Linked DNA regions of Anas platyrhynchos: region 2 is linked to region 1. The links are chromatin contacts, called in public Hi-C maps. All regions are on one chromosome and are shown on one strand. The core of a region is the stretch at or near the end of the contact, and the rest is flanking DNA. Distances in the headings are between cores, read along the strand shown.

Evidence for each region. Hi-C and Micro-C count contacts between places; a contact is called where the count stands out from the background.
Region 2: a Hi-C map of skeletal muscle shows a contact between it and region 1, with 2.5 times the contacts expected there. The contact joins two enhancer-like sites. A contact is called at or near these places in 3 of 8 Hi-C or Micro-C datasets (F1 follicle, skeletal muscle and subcutaneous adipose tissue).

Annotation. Positions count from the first base shown.
Region 1 is chr4:52,194,162-52,196,861 of IASCAAS_PekinDuck_T2T, reverse strand. All of the region lies in intron 3 of SCFD2 (sec1 family domain containing 2), which reads right to left. Among named protein-coding and RNA genes, the nearest start is that of SCFD2, 48 kb to the right of the region's middle. Within about 2 kb of position 1,416, at least 1 of the 8 cell types and tissues checked has an H3K27ac peak or open chromatin away from gene starts, as enhancers often do.
Region 2 is chr4:52,280,688-52,283,387 of IASCAAS_PekinDuck_T2T, reverse strand. The region is part of intron 5 of SCFD2 (sec1 family domain containing 2); the gene reads right to left. Among named protein-coding and RNA genes, the nearest start is that of RASL11B, 61 kb to the left of the region's middle. Within about 2 kb of position 1,362, at least 4 of the 8 cell types and tissues checked have an H3K27ac peak or open chromatin away from gene starts, as enhancers often do.

The DNA.
Region 1 (2,700 bases), core at 167-2,666:
AAAAGTATGAAAAATGGTTACATTAAGGGTCAACTCTGGTAATAAAATCAATGGGTACAAATAATGCATGAATATATTTGCACGAGACATTAAGAAACATATTGCTGAATCAATCGATCTTCCAGTGCTGGAGACAAGAGTGGAGGCAAACAAATTTAGCTTTTTCTAAGGCAGGGCTTGACAGGTGTATTACGAGCAGCTGCATAAATGCTCGTAAGACTGAATTAAGTACAAATGGTCCCCTTCAAACCTTCACTCCTAAGGTAGTTGATTTGCAAACATACAGGGACATACAGACATTGAATTCCACCTCCAACTTTCAAGATTTAGGGCAGATCCCAAAAGAACTACAGAGCAGTTTGCCAAGTTTTTAAATTACAGAAGTGGTACCCTATATTAAGAAAAAAATAACAGTCAACACAAATTATTTTTTTGTTAATTATGAAGGTAGCAACAGTGAAAACTAACACATGCAATGGCTATACCACATAGAAAATGCACAGTTAATACCACACGCACAAATGATGATGTGTAGTAGGGAAGTAGCAGTTCTACTACTAGCACAGCTGATGGTTTAAGTTGGACATACTGAGGCAGAAATTACCAGCAATTTACCATATTAAAGATCTGTCAAAAGTCTGTTTTTCAGTAGTAAAAGTAGCCTGAGTGGGAGAGACAGACTTTCACCTCAAAAGTTAAACCAAATGTTAACCAGACAAACTGCATATGTAGACATCAAGACACAACTCGACGCTATGATGTTTTTCCACCTTAAATTAATGCTGCAGCATATGTAGTATAATGCAGGCATCACTTCAAACAATAATTATTTTTCAAGATAGATTTACTAGTAAATTTTTAAAATTCAGAATCCCAAAGTGTTTTTTTTTTTTTTAACATAAAGATTTATGGATGAATGAGGTGTCTAAAGAGCAAAGGTCAGAAATATCAACGCGCTGTTCCAAACATACAGTCCTTATTTCTTCATCTAACACTTAGTTAATTATCTCCACAGGGACAAGAAAACAAGTAAAGAGGAAAGTACATTTTGTGACCAATTGAATAAATAAGTGGATGCTTTTCCAAGACTCCAGGAACCGCCAAATACGCATAGCTTTAAACTTAGTTCAATTTCATGCGAGAACGCTGTTCGAGCTTCACTGGCTGGAGCACTACTGCCGAGGTCCATTTTTCACTTGACAGAGCCCCGAATAAGAAATTATCTTGGAACGCATACGTTCACAGACTAGACTTTTTAAAGGCTGAAAAATTCCAAATAAATTGTTTTCTTTATCTGTAATTTTTAATTTTAAGAATATAGATCTGTCCTTCCCGGTAGCTTGCCCCTGTTCACATCCAATGCCGGATACTCCTGAGGAATGCAGAAAGATCTCAGAATCCATGAGGCCAATTGGGCAACGGTGCTGCCAAGGGAGTTGGATATTTTGCAAACTGAGAGCAATTTAGTAGGACAGATGACGCCCCTTCATGGCTCCACATTGGTGTAATTTCCAGATGTTATTCTTATTAACACAACATGTTTTTGTACTTCTTCATGGATTTCAATATCACTCTTTAACAGCAAATACCATGAAAATAATTCAGGTCTTGAAATTAGTTAATTTCAAAAGTCACCCAGTCCTTGAATTGCTAATAAAGAAGAGAACACCACCTACTCCCTCCTTCTTTGGAGAGACAGAAGATAGGCCATGATGGGATACGGTCTGGATGACTTTTCCAAAGGAAGGCCCCGAACCTGAAGAGCACTAAAACCTTAGAGCAGGCCGAAGCAGATGTGACAGGCGTATTTCTAATAGCATATGCTCATCTCCCACAAACACAAACCCTTCTGCTCTGGTTGATGGTCACCTGTTGCCTTCTTTCTTCACAACTGCAGGAGCAGCAGAGCGAAGGTCCTTCAGGGAGGCAAGGCCTCTTGCCTGTCACGTCTGAAGTCATGTAAACCCAGGGCGTTTGAGGACATAGAAGCAGAAGGTGAATTCCTGGATGGGGAAGAAAGGGTTGGAGTGGGAAGTTGCAGTGTGGATTTGTGGGGCCAGAGCGTATGGGAATATGAGGTGAGGGTGCCTGGTTCAGAAACTGAAGATCTCGTATTCTTCATGTCACTAACCTGAAGGAGGCACGGGACCAGAAACCCACTTCACCCCTCACATACACACACAGCACTGTGGTAGTGGAAGCTGCTGCCATCACTGTCACTGTTGACAGGAAACAACCATCAGTTTTGACACTATTTTCAAAATTTTTACATAAAACAAAAAGCAATCAGGTAATTGGGAGAAATATAATTAAAGCACTCTAATAATCACCATGTTCAGTTCTAAGTACCTAAATGCAGACGCCTGGGTATGGGCCCGCGTTACATTTTACGATTCCTAGGTTATCTAGGGTTTCCAGTTTCCCAGCACATTCAGAATGACTGGACAAACACGACTGACAACTTGGGTGTCTTGAAATGAATTAAGAATTTTGCATTTTAGTCACTCAGAGTTTAAATGCATGGCAATTTGAACCTATTATTACTTTTTTTTTTTTTAAACATACTCTATCATTCAGTATCCTCTTCTGACTTAACACACTATAAACAAAACATAACCATTTCTATCTGCTGACTACAGTATTTCCCAGTTGCCTTCCTAAGCATCAAAACAAATTCAGAACTGTATGAATAAGTAGGTA
Region 2 (2,700 bases), core at 113-2,612, 87 kb before region 1:
GGTTACCCCACAGCAAGTGATCACAGGAAAATGCTCTAAATCAGTAGAAGAAATGTAACTGAGGAGCTTCGCTTCACCCTGTATTAGCTGTCCAGCTCCTTTGGCATAAAGGAGAGGGATGACCCAACCGTGATTTCGGAAAGGTGGGTGCTGTGAAAGAGCCTCATCTCAAGCTGCAGGCAGTTGCACTGAAATACAAATGCACAGAGGAGGTTCTTTGAAGTACTCCCTCGCAGCTGTACATCTGATTACAACTTGCAAATGCTTTAGGGTTCACAGGTTTCCTTCGCTGTGCCTTTCCCAAACACACACAGCCTTGAGGGTGATGCCAACCACAAGTTACTGGCACTCTTTCAGACCCCTATCAACCCCTCCATTAACTGGAAAACAGGCAAACTTCAAGCTAACAATTTCAATCCTGCTATTTTCCTTACGGTTAAAATAGGCATTTCCTGAAAACAGATCTCGGCGTTATCTGTCCTGAAGATCATATGTAAACTCTTGAAGAATATTCAGGAAATATAAATATAACAAAACTCATGCCAGTCTGACCTTGCTTGTTAATAAGTATGTAGAGCATATGTTTATGCATAACTCTGAGGTTGTACTTGCACAATCAAATTAACCTTTGGACTGCTGGTGTTCAGCCATAATTTACTGCATCTAGTTTTCAATTGCATATACAGTGCTGATAATACCACAGAAATACTATCCCATAAAAATTGTAAGGCCTGATAACAAAGCTGATAATGGAGCGGAGTGTTTCACTTCCACTACAAAAACATAATTATCATTGTATACCCATAATCGGTTGTGTCTGCAGCAGAAGAAAAAATGTTTTTATTTGCAGCCTTTGCTAAAACACCATCTAGAAATACTGCAATGGGGGTAGGAGGGAAGAAGGAGAAGGGGGAGAGGAAGAGACAAGTCGGTAACTACCCCCAGACACTGATTTAATTTAAAAAGGCAGTAGCTTGGGCCACGGCATTGTTCCTGAGTTCCCCAAGTTAGTTCCACACCGCTGCTAATTACTGCTTGAATGCAATGTGCTGCGCAGAGGCTACAGAGGTCACGTCTCCGCAGCCTGCCCCCGAGTGCCACGATCCTGCTGAGCAAGCAGAGAGCTGCTCTTCCCACACCTCCGATGAGGGGTGCTGGGGTGCAAGAGGCAGCCCCCGTCCGTCCGAGCCACATCCACGGTGACGGGACTTGACAAGGGCTTCCCCTCGTCCGATTGAGCACCGACAGCACATCTAATGCGAGGAGACACGGGTAGTTGCTCCAGACTAGCCCGTGGAGTGTGAGCAGCCATCTCCACCCGCTGTGCCCATACGTTAAACCAACAAGCGGGATCTCCCTGACCTCTGTCTTCCCGAGGATAACAGGCACAGTTGCAAAGCCTTTCAGCAGAACATGTTCAACAGGACTAGGTTAAGAGTAAAACTGCGTTTCCCCGTGCCACAAAACCCACTGCAGCAGACGGAAACCCAACCCAGCTCCTACATTCACTGCTGTCTCCTCCCTGTGTGGCTGTGGCTGGGAACATGCTTAATTTTGGGGCAAGCGAAGGGGCTGTGGGTGTGTTGCAGCAGCACAGCGAGGGGCAGCTGGCTGTGTAAGAGCCAAGCCACTCGTACAGCCCCCGGGCAGAGGAGAGCAGGCAGGCTGCCTTCTCTCACCCAAAATGTTCAACAGGCTATGTTAAGAATAAAGAGGGAAAGGCTCTTCCCTTCAGATTTTGACATACTTCTACTCTTTATTACTCTCATTCTCATCACGTTTGAGCTTGAAGTTTGCTGTTTTTACTCACATCCTGAATGTGGACCAATTTATCTGCTTATTTTGTCCATTCCTGCTGGTAAAAAACCAAGCTGCCACTTTTTACACCAATGAGATTTCATGTTAATTCTGGGGATAGAAGATACTGAGAAATTTTGTTCTCAGTTATAGACTATCTGTAGAAGTACCTAAAGGTCACATCGTGCTTAAAAACAAAATTTGGCTCTCAAAATGGTTGTCATGGTCCCTGCATGGCAATGTTTCCATGGCCTGGTGGGTATTTGTGTTACATAAATAATAGCCACCTCTTTCCATATGAAGCCCTGTAAGCAGTGAATCTCAACTGCAATCTCAAAAACAAAACAAAACGAAACATAAATACCCTGTTTATGATGATAAACAAAGATGACAGAGGTAATGGAATAACAACTGTGAATGGTGTTTCTTCTCAGATTTCACAATGTTTAGCTGGTCTTCCTTTGGCATGTGCTGCATTGGCTGGCAGGGAAAAGAAAATCTTCCTTTCCATTAAATAAACTCACTATTTTATTACAGTTAATACTAAATGGTAGAATACCAGAAGATGTAGTTTGCTGTAATTAACTTAGAAATTACCTTAAAATAAACCCTGTGATACCATTAAAATGAAACAATCTTCCATAACCAAGCTCAGTATTTAACTTTAAAATATTAGTTCTAGGGGAGAGAAAATTCAAAAAAACTCAATAAACCATTTCCCTTTCAAATAATCTTTTAATAGCGTAGGAATTTCTTACCAAAGCAATGCATCACCGCATGAATGTTTTGATAAAGATGTTGTTTTAATCGCTCGCTATTACTTGAAGCACATATGGCACACTAAGGTGTGTGCTTAAATATGATGTTCTCAGCACAAAACGGTGAGGGCAAATCTGCAGTGAC